Regions from separate parts of the Mus musculus genome. Here regions 1, 2, 3 and 4 are each linked to region 5. Evidence: chromatin contacts called from public HiChIP or PLAC-seq data. All regions are on one chromosome and are shown on one strand. Each heading gives the region's core, a stretch centred on a gene start, on an enhancer-like site or on the middle of the called end of the contact. The rest is flanking DNA. Distances are from core to core; before and after follow the strand shown. Region 1 overlaps Stac2 (SH3 and cysteine rich domain 2). Region 2 holds the start of Pcgf2 (polycomb group ring finger 2). Region 3 holds the start of Lasp1 (LIM and SH3 protein 1). Region 4 holds the start of Fbxo47 (F-box protein 47). Region 5 holds the start of Psmd3 (proteasome (prosome, macropain) 26S subunit, non-ATPase, 3).

Region 1 (2,700 bases), core at 35-2,534, 650 kb after region 5:
AGGGATTGTAACACGTAGGAGTCTGTTCCTTGAAGGCAGTCCTCACAGAACAGTCTCATTCTCCTTTGTCTACTAGAAATCGGTAGCCAAGAGCAGCCTGGACAAAGACCCAGGTGGAGAACAAGACGCTGGCCCTTGCTTGGTCAAAACATTTCACTGTTAGGACTCCAGAAATCCCTACCACCAGAAGCAGACAGCTAGGGGAGTCTGAGGTTGTGAGGTCTGGTTTCTCTAAAAGCCCTGTCCTCAGATGGACCAAACTTACCTTCTTACCGTTTGGGCTCTATAGGGCCCATCCCTGGGAAGGATACCTTGGCAGATTGAGGAAGGCTATGGAAAGTTCTTTTGGCCACCATCAAATGATGCTCTAGGAGCCCTTAGCCCTCCTGGCAGGACAAAGGACCTCTTCCTCAAGAGGCTGCTTCTTCTTTTTCCTGGTGCCAGCACCTGCCCCTCCTTCCAAGCTCAGATCCTCCTTTTAAGCCCTGATCCTGTCAGCCAATGCCACCCCCCTCAGTTCTGGGCACAGTCTTGCCTTCCATACAACGAGAGGACACTGATTCTCTACCCAACACACCTTGCCCCATTTTCCCCCTAAAAGGGGTCTAAAGCCACACTGCCCTGTTTGCTGCCATGAGGGCCCCCCCCAGCAAAATCCCCGGGGCGGGCCCAATGCCCACTGTACATGAGGCTGCATGACGGGTCTGCGGGGGCGTTGCTGAGCCCCCAGGCCCATAATTAAATGTTTCTTGTCTCAGCCTGCCTGCTTGGTGTATCTGATTGGGATAGAGAAAGCAAGCTAGTATCAGGCTGGGATGGAGGCTAAGAGTACTGGAGGTATTGAGCTCTGAGAGGGGCATCAGAGTAGGACGCTAGCTTTGGGGACCACAGAAAGAAGCAGAGGGACCCGAGAAAGGCGGGAAACAAAGTCAGGCTAGGGAGGTGAGCTGAGGTCACTTCTGGGTTCTACGTGCACTTGAATCGCGCAGGGGACTGACCCACAGTGACCTTGTTGACGCAGACCTGCACGCTTCAGCCTTGGAGGCCGCCTCTCTCCGCAGCCCCTAAGCCTGAGATTCAGAGGTGGTGGAGGGGACAGTGGAGGACGCTGAGGCCAGGAGATGACTCAGCAGCGTCCGTCATCAGATGCCTGGCATGGGGGGAGGGGAGGAGGAGGGAACGGTGGAGGGAGGGGTCGCGCACGCCCCTCTGGGGCTGCCGCCCACCTGCTCCAGCCAAGCGGCCGCCTTCCCGCGCCTGCCTGGCCGCGTCACTAGCGCGGCTCGCGTGTCCTGAGCTATTTATAGGCGCAGGGGGGAGCAAGCGAGCCCGAGGCTACTGCGGGAGGGCCAGGGCAGTGGTGGTGCTGCCAGACCGCAAGAGGGTGGGAATCTGCCAGTCTTGACAAGTACCCACTCCTCCATCGGAGTATGGTCCCCACCTCCCTTCACCTTTGGAGTTAGGTAGGCTGGCTGGGACCAGACTGTGGCGCCTCCTCTTTGAGCATCCTTTGGGCCCCTTCATCCAATGAAAGCAATAGAGATTGAGGGTGGAGAGGGAAGAAAGACAGCCCTCTACTAGAATTGCTCGCCCTGGAACCGGAACACACACATATCTGATGGCTTGGGGGGGGGGGGGAATGGGGTCTTGGTTTGAATCAGTAATGTCCCACTTCAGCCTCCCACGTGCTAAGATTGCAGGTAGAAGGCACCATGCCTGCGTCTGAAGACTAGCTAGAATTATGTAATCCAGGCATCTTCTCCTGAATTTCTTGATCCTCCAGCATCGGTGCACCTCTCTAGTAGCTGAGACTACAGGTGTGCAGCACCATGCCTGCCTGGAAGAGGATAAAAACACCAGGCGTGGCCCGTAATAAAACACCAGGCATGGCCCACGGAGCATGCTGGGAACCTCATGCTATTTGGTCCCCTCAATAATTCAGACCATGTGCTGAACCCTTTGACAGATGAGGACACTGGGGTAGAGATGGTAAGTGGTTTGCTGGAAGTCATCCACTTTATACAGAACAACCCGCCCCTTTTACACTTAGGAAAACTGATGCCAATCGGAAATTAAATGATTTGTCTGGGATTACCAAGCAATCAGGGACCTAGACATCTTACTGCCCTGCCCTGTATCCCTCAGTGCCTTAAGCCACCATGATAGAAGACAGCCTGAGATGGCCTGGCCAGGAGCTCCAGGAATGGAGACAAGTAGGAATATTGAATTCAAGCCTTTGAAGCCTTATGCATACCCAGTGTCTGCCACCAGCCAGCAGCTGGCCTGGACCCCCTCCCCCAGTCTGTTTGCTGCGCTGCTGAACACAGCAGCTTTTTCGGGTGGCTGAGCTACTGACAGCAGGCTCCCAGCCTAGGGGCTGGGAACAGCTGGTGTCCCCACTGTGGCCTCTACCCTCCTCCCTGCCCGTTCTTGGGGATCTGGACCAGCCACACTGCTGGCCTGGGGATGCCCAGAAATCTGCTGCCGGTGCCATCTCTGACCTACACACATCCTTCTCTCTTCCCTCTGTCTCAACCTGAGATCTCCTAGTACACCCCACTTGGGTTCAAGGAAGATGCAGAAAGAAAAAGGTAGGAGCCAGAGATGGGGAAGCCTAAAAGGACAGGGTAATAGATGCTGGAGACGGGGGAGGGGGGTTGGGGGGACTCAGGCAGTGAGGCTCTTTTTTTTTTTTTTTTT
Region 2 (2,700 bases), core at 169-2,668, 980 kb after region 5:
AGTGACCGATCCTCCCGGGGCCTCTTCCGCTCCCACTTGGACCACCCGATCTAAGCGGAAATCTCTTGCCTTTCCTTTACACCGTCATTCGGCTCTGCAGGCTGAGAGCTGAGGCTGGTGGGGTCACTGGGCGGACAGACTTCACAGGGCTCCTGATAAGCGGTCCAGTGTATAAAAGCACTCACTTCGGGACTGCTTTAGGCTTGGAACAAGGAGAGGAGGCAGGCTCGACAAAGATTCGTTCCTTACTCGAGCCAACCCACCAGGCGCTTAAAGGCTTTTCAGGCCGGATAATCGAGCTCTTTGGAGGGACAGTCACAGTGGCCACCCCCCAATAAATCATAAGTAACGAATCAGCGAAATCGAGCGACCTATTGAGGTCCACGGTTCTTGTGGTAACGCAGAATCGATTCGCTTCCTTGGCGCCGTCTCTTCTAGCTCTCCTTCCTACTCTGCCCGGGGCCCGGAGCCGCTGGGGACCGGAGAGCGAGCGCTGGGTGGAGCCGAGGGCGACAGTCGGAGTGGGCTGGCACCAGCCACCTTCGCGCTCGCCGGCCCCTCCGCGGCCGCGAGGGAGGCGCACCGGCGGCGAAAAGGCGCGCGTCCTCTCTCGACTCCTCGCTTCCTATTGCGTCGGGGCCTCTCGAATTCGGCTAGTTATTGTGTCTCTGGCTCGGCGCCCGAGTTCGTGTCTCGGGCTGCTCTCCCCGCCCCGGACTGCGTTCCATTCTTCTCCGCCCGAGCACGCTGAGCGCGCCAGCCTCGGCCACAGCCAAGCCCCGAGGCCACCGTGCGTTTCCCGCGAGGTGCGAGGACCCCGAATCGGTGTGGGGAGGCGGTGAGGTCACGCTCGGGGGGGGATCACACACGCACTTAGGAATCCCAAGGGATTCAGCTGGAGTGAGCGAACCTCACTCGGACGCGTGGCCAGCGGCGCCGCGTCCCCCGCCCAAGCGCCCTTTGGTAGCGGCGACGCACCGGGTGCCGCGAGACACATTTCCGCCCAGTCTGCATCTCACCATTTTCCAAGCTCCCCAGCTAGGGTAGGGATCGCAGAGTCGGTGGAAGTGGGGAGAACACACTTATTTTAGGAGGAGGTGGTGGTTTCATGACTGAAGGTAACACAATAGGACCTTTCCTCCGGGTTCAAGGGATCTGCTTGGATAAGAGGTGGTCTCCTCTTGGTTTGGGGGAAGCCCAGCGCAAGGCGGTGGGGAGCAGCTGAGCTAGCCTCTCCCCCTCCTCTTTCCCTCTCTGCAAACATCCTGAAGGAATGAGGTCACGTGGGTGAGTAGTGGGCGGGACCTACTCTTGTCTGGAGGAAAAAAGCCATTTTGCCCCCCCCCACGGCCCCTCCCCTCCCCTCTGGTCCCCTCCCCTCCCCAAGCTGCTCTTACAAACTCCTTTCTTATCATAGGTTTCTCCCCTCCCGCCGACCGAGCGAGCGACAGGGCTGTGGTCCCCCTCCCCTCCCTTCCCTCCCTCCCTCCCATCCCCCCCTCCCCGAGACCCACCGGACCCCGAAGCCAGGTAAGCGGACGCCGACTCGCGCTTGCCTCCTTGCTACCTCGTAAGCGTCTAGGGCTGGCGACCGGGACCCGTTCACCTTTCCCCGCAGACCCCAATGGGAGCCGGGAGCCCCGGCCTGGCCTGCCGCCCGCGTCCCTTCCCGCCCCGCCAGCCGCTGTCCAAGCTCGCCCGGTCCGCCTTTCTTTCTCTCGTTCCCGGTCTCTCTCTCTTTTTTTTTCCTTTCCTCCCTTCCAAGATGGCCGAAGTGGATTCCCCCTCTTAACGATTTGGAGTCTCCCTCGACCACCTCCTCTTTGTGCAGCAGCCCCCTGCTAAGACCCTGCTTGCGAGGTATCGAGGGGGAGGGTCCGGGCGGCCACGAGGGCTTTGGGGACATACGCTAGGGTGGGTCTCGCCCCCCCCTCCGCCCCCGACCCGAGGATCTCCACAAGCTGGAGCAGACTGTGGCTCGGCCCCTTCGAGTCGGGCAAGGGTCGCCTCCCGAGTGGGCAGTGAGCGTGGTAGACGCGCGAGGACTTGAGGCCCGGAGGAAGGGGACTTGGCTTTCTGGTGGCCGAGGGAGGGCGCCCTAACTCCTGGGGTCGGGATCTTGGGCACCTCCCCCAGAGGTCCCTTTCGTCCCGGTGCGAGGCGCCCCGCCCCCTCCCTGAACCACCTCGGCTGAGCTTTTCCCTACCTCCCTCCCGGGGCCCCACCAAACTTTGGCTCTAGGGAGGGAAGGAGTGGCCACTCGGTCACTGGGGGTGCCTGATCCTTTGACCTAGGCTTCGCGGGGAAGCAAGGGTGGAGGGGAAAGAACGGGAGTGAGGAGAGATTTAGCATGCTCTGTCTTTTCATGAGTGGCCAAGGGGTCTGATGAGCTGGCCCTTCTGCCACAGGAGGCGAAAAGGGAAGCGGCTACTCTTTTCTCCTTGAGCTCTGCCGCTGCTAGCTCTGAAACCCGGGGAACCCTGAGCCTGCAGACGCCCCGCGCCCTTCCTGACTCCCAGGGGCGTCTAGGCAAGCCCCCTACTCTTCCATCCCTCACTTCCCGGGTCTATCCAAAATTGCTGTGGTTGCTTGATCGAGAAGGGTGTGTGTATGTGTAAATTTAAATATGTTTAAGTATGTACAGGTGTTACCTAGAGCTGTCCCTGCGTCTTTGTCTCTCGTAGCCCCCGGCCGAGCTCC
Region 3 (2,700 bases), core at 126-2,625, 880 kb after region 5:
GAAACGGGTTGTCTTAGACTTTATGGGGTTCAGAACAAGGCAGAAGGGTCCCATCTCAAACTGTACCGGAAACACCCAGATCTACCCTTCAGTCCCCCTTGCAAAAGTGTAATGGCAAACAGATGATCGGGTCCAGCCTGGGCCGGGGGATGCGTAAGAGCCCCTAGGGGCCAGCTGATTTCCAGAAGGCTACCCCCCTCCTCTTAAAAAACTCCTTTTCGTCTGCTTCCTCAGAACTCGGCCAATCCCACCCTCCATCGGAGAAAACAGCTCTGAAAAGTTAGCTCTTTGTTCTCTAAGCTGGTCTCCAGGCTGAGCACAATTTCAGATCTCCAAGAAGCGTCCTCCCCACTCCCTACCCCGCCCAGCTCCGACTGGGCAGCCGATCACCCGGAGTGGCTTGCAATTTGAATTGGGGGTTGGGGAAGCTATGAAGGAGGTCTGCGGGTTCCCCAACCACAAAAAAAGCAAGGAGGGGACCAGCAGGTCGTTCAAAAAGAGGGGGTCTCGCAGTGAGATTCCGGCGCTGCCCCTAAATCCCTTTCACCACAATTGACACTCGCTGGACGAAGGACCCGACGCAGCTTCCAAGCCAGGAAGCCAGGCTACCGGCAGCCCAAGCCGGGCGGGTAGCGCCGGCCCCAGCCTCCGCCCCGCCCCCGCCGCCCCCTCCCCCCAGCGCCCCGCGCTTCCGCCTACTTGGCGCTGGCCGCCGCGGGGAAAGGGAGCGGCCGTCTCCCCTCTCACTCCCGGCCCGGGGGGCGGGACTGCACCTCTAACCTCCTGCACACACCCGGGGAACCCGGTTCCCTGGTGCTCTTCCGCCCTTCCTTCCAGCCCTCCTAACCTCGATGCACAGAGGCCACCCATCTCCAGCGGTGGCTGCTCACCACCTCGCCTTGGACCTCCCAGGTTCCAGACTGGGGTCTGTCCCCACACCCCAAGTCGCCTCCCGCCTTCCTTACCTGCTCTGGGGAGCGCAGGGAAGAGCCCGCAAAGACCCGGCCCCTCTTTCCTCCCCTGATGGAGAGCTGCACTAGCACTGGCTAGCTCGCAGCGCCCGGTACCCGAGCTCACCTTATCCAGACAGTTCACCTTCTCCGTGGGGTACACGATCTTGCCGCACCGGGCACAGTTAGGGTTCATGGTTCCGGGGAAAGACTGGGGCGGGGACGCCCGTATTCGCGCGCGTTCCCTTTTCCTTGGGCGAGCTGGTGGGAGGCGGCGGCTGCAACTGTGCAGGCGACGGCGACTGGAACTGGGGAACTGGCCTCCGCCTCCGCCCTCCTTCCCCTAATAAACACAGTGGGGAGGAGGGGCTGCACTGGCTAGGGCGGGGACGCGCCTCGGGCGCGGAAAGAGGCGCGCGCGACCAGGCGCGCTCCCCGGGCGACGTGGGGCTGCGTGGGGGCGGGTTCCAGGGAGGACTGCGGGACGGGAGTGCAGGAGCCCCTGAGCTCTCGGGGTGCACGTGCCCCTGGGCTCCGCGACCGAGGACGGGCCCGGGCCATGGCCCTTCCCGCGCTGGAGAAACAGACGCGAGTGTGGCAGAGCCCGATTTCCCATGAGAGGGGGCAACCCCACGCACCCGACGATGGTGGGGATAGTACAGATTCTCTAGACTGGGGGACTTTCCTTAAACCCGTGGGTCCCCAGCATCAACCTGCGGGGAAACCACCCCTTGCCCCGCCCCGCCCCCCAGCTAGTTCCCTTCCCGCCCACATCCTCTCCCACATAGGTACCTGTCCCTTTCCCTTTGGACTCAGCACCTCCGTACGTTCACCCTCCCCGCCCCTCTGCGCTGCAGCTTTCCCATGGATTCTTCGGATTCAGGCATCCTCTGCTTTCAGCTTGGCCGCCTTTGCTCTTCCATTCTTTTCTCTTGCCCCTATTCTACCTGTGTAGCAGCTGCGACAGCATCTTAAGACTGAAAAGAGATTGCTTCAAGCTGCGCGTCGGTGCGGGGGTATAGCTCAGTGGTAGAGCATTTGACTGCAGATCAAGAGGTCCCTGGTTCAAATCCGGGTGCCCCCTCAGAGTCTTTTCCTCTCTTCAATGACAATAAAAATACGTTTCAATACAAGTATGATCTTGATTCGACCCTGGGTCATTAAAACAGGTAAAAAGATAAAGGCCACTCCTCCTTTTAAATCTGAGCAGAAAAGCCTTCGTTTTGCCTCGTACCAAGCAGAAGTTGCACGACTTTATTTGATTGGCGCCAGAGTCCTGGAGATTTCTGCCCATGGTATGCTTGTGAATTTGAATTGGATTGTTCCACACTTTGGGTTCGGAAGCCAAGGTCACTCCCCAGGTTGACGGTGTGTGTCCGTTGAGGGTCAAGGGTCAATCAAAAAAGGGAAACTTGCGGACATAGCCCTTCTCCAACCTAAGCTTTCCTTTCCCTTTTTCGTTTCATTCTATGATCCTTATTATTCTATATCCTCACGTTTCATTGTGACTTGGTGACGTGGACCGAGTAAAAGCGCTCCGAGACCGTGAAACCGGGAGGAGCACTCGTCAGCTCCCTTCACTGCAAAAGAACAAGACCCCAAAGCCAAGTAATATAAATGAATGCAGTGGTTTTCACAACTTGTGCGTGCTCTAGAGTGACCTGGGGGAGGGGGGGGCTCATTAAAACGTCCCCAGTTTCCGATTGTGTAGATGCTGAGGAAGGCCTTGGCAGTTAGCTCTTTGGCGGAT
Region 4 (2,700 bases), core at 146-2,645, 800 kb after region 5:
AAGTCAGGACTTTGAGGATGCTAGGGGTGGAAACTAGGCTCCAGTGTGTTCTAGGCAAGCATTCTACCGCTAGGCTACTCCAACCCAGGGAAGTCAGGGTATCTGTTATCTACTTTAACTGGTTGTTTGGTTTTCTTGTGTTTCTATGTGGATAGGTGTTTTTCCTGAATATATATGCCTATGTACCTGAGGAGTCTAGGAGGCCTGGACTACAAGAGACCCAGTCTCAAATAATATGTATCATTCTGTTATATCTTTAAGGCCTCCCAGACAGCCTGCCCCACTGCAGGCTTCCATCTGAATCAAGCCCTGCATACTGGATCATGATTTTTGTAATCCCAGCACTGTAACTGGCTCATGCAAGAGTCAGAGGTTTAGGCTAGCCTAGCACTACCCAACAAGACCTTGTCTCAAAGAAAAAGAGAAAAGAAAAAGACACAGAATCTGTAAATAAATGAGAATTTAATATTAAGGGCTTTGGGGGTGGGGTGGTTGAGCCAGATTCTCAAGTAGCTTAGGCTGGTTTAGCCTCCTGCCTCCATCGGGAAATGCCATCACACCAGGCATCTAACAACTTTTTAATGAAAAGCTCTTGTGACAGATCCTGTTGGCCCAGGGGAAGAGTGAATCGGAAACTGCCTTAAAACTGAGTGTAGGGATGGAGAGATGGCTCAGTGGTTAAGAGCACTGACTGCTCTTCCAGAGGTCCTGAGTTCAATTCCCAGCACCCACATGGTGGCTCATAACCATCTGTGATGAGAACTGATGCCCTCTTCTGGGTGTCTGAAGACAGCAAAAGTGGACTCCTAAACGTAAAGTAAATAAAATCTTTTTTTTAAAACCTGAGTGTAAAAAAACGTAGTGGAGCGTATAACTCCTCCAAGTTTGAGATCTCCATTTACAGCCTCCCCACTTACCCTACCATAAGAGCTCCCGTTTCTCCCGTTCAGCAACTTGGTGTCTAAAATGGAGGTAGCACGGGCTTTTAAGGGCCTCACTCCGAATAACATCCCTGAACAGGAGGGCACCATGGGAGCCTCTGCTTAGTATTCATGAGAGGGCGTGGCCTGCTTGGGGGCGTTTCCCGAGAAGGTTCTGGGTATTCATAAGGGAAAGACTGAAGAGCCGAGGTTTCTTTCTATTCGCGAGGGGGTGGGGCCTCCTCCCGTGCGTGGACTCCTGGGAGTGCTCCGAGCGATTCAAGAGAGGAGGCAAAAGAGCCGAGGATCCCGGCGTCTCATCCTTTCTTGAGAGGGTGAGGCTCCGCCCGCAGGGTTCCCGGGAGATCTCTGAATATTCATGAGGGGAGGGGCAGAGGAGGCGAGGCTGCTCGATATTCATGAGGGGGCGGAGCCTCCTCCCGCTGGGGCTCCTGGGAGAATTCTAAAATCTACTTGAGGCGACGGGGGCGCCCGAGAGCTGAGGACGCAGCTCCGGGGCGGAGCGGAGAGAGCGGAGCAGGATCCGCCCCCATTATCTGGCGGGAAAAGCCTGAGGAGATTTTTTTTTTTAATTTTTTATTTATTTTTATTTTTAAGTATTTGTGAAATCTGAGGATGGTGGGACGAGACGACTAAATCCCACTTTCCTGTGATACTGTAGCCGGAAAAACTGTCGAAATCTGTGGTAACAAGTGTTTTATATTCCCCAGTACTTCCGGTAGAAATAATTGCGTGTTTTTCAGCAGGTCCTATTTGATTTTTATGCGGGCCAGTTTCTGCTCTGGTTCCCTAGGTGACCTCTTTGGCGGTGTTTAGCGCTGGCAAAGGAACGTTAAGACAAAGCGCGGTGACTTGCTGGGGTATTTTTTCCCCTCCGGAAGAGGGTGTGGGGGCAGGGACGAGGTCGGCGCCCTTAGACCCGCCCCGTTCTCGGTGCGTGGGCGGGGCAGTGCTGCCTGTCACCGGCTCCTCGGAGGCCGAGGCAGGAGGCTCGAGAGTTCCACGCCCGCCGGGGAGCCACAAGGGAAAAACTGTATCCCATTGTCACAGGGCTTGTGCGCTTCGTACCTTCAGGCTAAGGGGAAAGCAGGAAGAGTTTGGTAGGAAATAGGTACTGTTTCCACAAAATCCTGCGCTCCTCCACCCCTAAAATAGGTCTGAGGGAGGAAAGGGAGACTTAAATGTTGGGGTTTTGTTTTCTTTTGTTTTGTTGGCTTTTTGTTTGTTTGTTAGTTTGTTTCCACTACAGTGTTTCTTTGTGAAACCACCCCAGCTGCTGTGGGACTTGCACTGTTAGACTCCCACAGACCAGGCTGACCTCGAACTCAGCCTTTGTCTCCCTTGTTGCTGGGACTATAGCTGTTCGCCAGTTGAGTCTAAGTTTTGAAATAACTGGGATCAGTTGGTTTTTGTTTTTTTTCTCTCAGAGATTTAAGTGAAAAATTATACATACACGTTATGTCTATACCCTTAATAGGTGATAAAGACCCCTGGGAGGAGGTTGTTTAGCCCCACACTAGTCTGACTAGGATGGAAGTTTCTGGAAGAAAAAGCAAATTTATGTTTTATTATAGTAAAAATACTTGAAAATTCTGTAGTAAGCATGGCAGTGGTGTTGCACGCCCTTAATCTCAACACTTGGTAGGCAGAGGCAGATGGATCTGTGTGACTGGATCTCTGTGAGGCCAGCCTGGTCTACTGAGTGAGTCCCAGGACAGCCAGCATTATTACACAGAGAAAATAAGGAAAAAAAAAAAGG
Region 5 (2,700 bases), core at 114-2,613:
TTTATTTCAGGAAAGAAGACCTTTACTGTATACAGATCTTGTTACCAAGTTTAGAATGGGAGTTGATGCAGTCTATACATACTTACACTCAAAAGTACAACTCAGGGCATGACTTGGCCTATCACCATGTTTTAAAGTAGTTTCTCGTGCAGTTGAGACACACACACACACACACACACACACACACACACACAGAGAGAAAAAACTACAGATCACCCGGAAAAGTCTCATCGCGCGCACATGGACAAGATATACTAAGTGGAAAAAGTAAAAGAGCAACTTAAGCGGGACAAGGGGACAATAGGAGCCTGAGAACGGGTCTCTGGTGTTGGCTTATAGGAGTCGGGGCCACAGGTAGGCATTATAAACTAAAAGAGAAAGAAGGCAGGGGTGGGGGGGGAGGGGGTCTGATTCAGAAGTAAAAGCGTGCGTGTGCTTGAACTCTTTAGGAAAGGAGGGGTAAGGTCCTTAAGAGAGTGGAAAAGTGCACCGGGACTTTTAGTTTAGATGCTTCAACTACAGAAGGAAGGCAGAAGGTAGAAATGGCTCTCCGAGGGAGTTTGCTAAAGGAGCCTAGAGCTACAGAACCCATTTTTATAAACTCTTAAACTAAGAGGCTAGTGTAATCTGTTACCCTGGTTTCTCTAGACACAAATACAAATGCTACTTTCTACATAGCAATAACAGGCGCTAGAATCGGTCGGATGGAGTAGATCACTGGGAAGGACTGAAGAAAAGGCTCGGTGAGACTAAGATGCAACCCCAGAGGAGGAGAGCAGTCCGCAGACTGGAGAACAGGTTCGGTCATCGGCTGGGGTCGAGGGAGTCAGGGTGGTTGGGCGGGCACTTCTGACCCCAGCTCCATTGACCGAAGGAACCAAGGTAGGTGGAGGCTACGCAGAGGTCCCAGCAAGAAGTCGCATCACCCTGGCCGCTGTCACCGGTGATCGCGGCACGACCCCGACGTGGGCTCCCGTACCTTCTAAGGTGACAGTGTCCAGCTCTCTCTGGGAGTGCTCGGTCGCAGCTGCCTTGCCGTCTCCCTCCCCCGTGGAGCCGCTCCCAGCTGCTGCCTCCTCTTTCATCTCCACATCCTGGGGGGCCGGTGGCGGCGGTTCTTGTTCCCCTCCCGGCGGCGGCTTTGCCTTGTCGGCGCCTCGGCGCCGCGCCGAGCCCTCCTGCTTCATGGCGCCCGGGGTCGAGGCCTAGTCCGGGGACCGAAGCAGGGGCCTCGCGTAAACCCTCACACCAGAGACCAGGCACAGAGCCGGGCCTGCACACCAGCGCGGGCTCGCGTCGGGCCGCACGATGACCGAGCAGCTGCAAACTCCTTCCCGGCGCTGGGGCTTCTGGGAAATGCCAGGCATGGCGAGCAGATGGCCGAGTCCAGGGAGGGAAAATAAATCAACAGCCGAGGTGCACGATGAAGGCGGATCTTCTAGGAAGTGGGAGGAGTCTTCAAGAAACGATGAAGGCGGACCTTCTAGGAACTGGGAGGAGTCTGCAGGAATTTGTGGGACCTGAGAGTGGTGATTTTATCTTCCTCTCTAGTGTACATCTTTGGATGTCCGCGAGAGGTCACTTTAGACTCCAAGCTGGGCTACAACAGACTCTAACATGTAAGTGGGTAGGACCTATCGGAGCTCAGATGGGGATGACATCATGAGTTGCCGGGCAGATTCCTCTCCACCCCCCTAACCCCCGCCCCGGTCAAGCTCTCCCAGTTTGCGCGGGTCAGGTCCCCAATGAAATCCGCCAGGCTCGTGCTCTCAACGCCCGCCAGATGCTTCCAGCACCAGAAAGAAAAGGAGCTTGTGGACGTGTAGCTAGGCTGTTTGGCTTTCGATAAACTGAGCTCAACCCCCAGGGCATCCGAACTTCCTTGTCAAATTTTTGTATAATGCTGAGTATAAGGCATACCTTCTCTGCAGCCTGGGAATGTGGGGGTCGTGTGTATTTGTGTAGAATTAGTCAAATTTAATAATAGGAGTCCACGTTGTATACTGCTCAGGGCCAGTATATATAAGATTGTTGAAAAACCCAACATGCCCAGCGTGGTGGTGCATGCCTTTTATCCCAGCACTCAGGAAGCAGAGACGGGTGGGTTTCTGTGAGTTCGAGGCTCAGCATGGTTTACAGAGTGAGTTCCGGGACCACCAGGGCTACACGGAGAAACCCTTTCCCGAAAAAGTAAACAAACAAACAAACACCAGCTCAAGAATGTAATGTAGGGCTAGGTGTGGTACATAATTTTAATCTCAGTGGTACACAACTTTAATCTCAGCACTAGGGAGATCTTTGAGTTCAAGGCCAGCCTGGTCTACATAGCAAGCTCCAGGACAGCGGGAACTACACAAAAAGACCCTGTCTCCAAAAAAAGAAAAAAAAAAGAAAGTAATGTTGAGGGGGTGGTGAGATGGCTCAAGTGAGTAAAGGTGCTTGCCAAGTATGAAGACACGAGTTTGATCCCTGGGTCCCATGGTAGAAGGAGAGAACTGAGTCTCACGCTTTTCTCTGACCTCCATAAGCATGCTGAGGCTCGAGTTCCCCTCCCCCATAAATAAATGCTTTTTTTTTTTTTTTAAAGGTTTTTCTGTATTGCCCTGGATGTCTGGGAACTCACTCTGCTTCCCAAATGCTGGAATTACAAGCATTTGCCACCACTACTAAGCATAAATGCTTTTTTTTTTAATTAGATAT

The links. HiChIP or PLAC-seq counts read pairs in DNA pulled down with a chosen protein or histone mark.
Region 1: a contact with region 5 is called in an HNF4G HiChIP or PLAC-seq map of pancreatic cancer cells. The contact joins the enhancer-like site here to the promoter of Psmd3 in region 5. A contact is called at or near these places in 1 of 484 Hi-C or Micro-C datasets (embryonic stem cells), 3 of 115 datasets of contacts at active chromatin or transcription factors (large pre-B cells, pancreatic cancer cells and regulatory T cell precursor) and 1 of 9 other capture datasets (liver).
Region 2: a FOXA1 HiChIP or PLAC-seq map of pancreatic cancer cells shows a contact between it and region 5. The contact joins the promoter of Pcgf2 here to the promoter of Psmd3 in region 5. A contact is called at or near these places in 2 of 115 datasets of contacts at active chromatin or transcription factors (pancreatic cancer cells and pro-B cells).
Region 3: a contact with region 5 is called in an H3K27ac HiChIP or PLAC-seq map of large pre-B cells, with 4 times the contacts expected there. The contact joins the promoter of Lasp1 here to the promoter of Psmd3 in region 5. A contact is called at or near these places in 2 of 39 promoter capture datasets (liver and pre-B cells), 1 of 484 Hi-C or Micro-C datasets (B cells) and 1 of 115 datasets of contacts at active chromatin or transcription factors (large pre-B cells).
Region 4: a contact with region 5 is called in an H3K27ac HiChIP or PLAC-seq map of large pre-B cells, with 6 times the contacts expected there. The contact joins the promoter of Fbxo47 here to the promoter of Psmd3 in region 5.

Annotation. Positions count from the first base shown.
Region 1 is chr11:98,034,680-98,037,379 of GRCm38.p6, reverse strand. Stac2 (SH3 and cysteine rich domain 2) reads left to right here. Exons shown (of 11, transcript NM_146028.4): 11 at 1-756. Among named protein-coding and RNA genes, the nearest start is that of Rpl19, 9.1 kb to the right of the region's middle. Within about 2 kb of position 1,284, at least 142 of the 459 cell types and tissues checked have an H3K27ac peak or open chromatin away from gene starts, as enhancers often do. A contact at or near this core is called in pancreatic cancer cells, where this site is marked.
Region 2 is chr11:97,698,366-97,701,065 of GRCm38.p6, reverse strand. It overlaps Pcgf2 (polycomb group ring finger 2), which reads left to right and starts at 1,418. Exons shown (of 10, transcript NM_001163308.1): 1 at 1,418-1,530.
Region 3 is chr11:97,798,240-97,800,939 of GRCm38.p6, reverse strand. It overlaps Lasp1 (LIM and SH3 protein 1), which reads right to left and starts at 1,375. Exons shown (of 7, transcript NM_010688.5): 1 at 1,078-1,375. The coding sequence starts at 1,146. n-TCgca51 (a tRNA gene) reads left to right here and starts at 1,963; the gene lies at 1,963-2,034.
Region 4 is chr11:97,882,849-97,885,548 of GRCm38.p6, reverse strand. Fbxo47 (F-box protein 47) reads left to right here and starts at 1,395. Exons shown (of 11, transcript NM_001081435.1): 1 at 1,395-1,626.
Region 5 is chr11:98,681,217-98,683,916 of GRCm38.p6, reverse strand. Psmd3 (proteasome (prosome, macropain) 26S subunit, non-ATPase, 3) reads right to left here and starts at 1,363. Exons shown (of 12, transcript NM_009439.1): 1 at 980-1,363. The coding sequence starts at 1,187.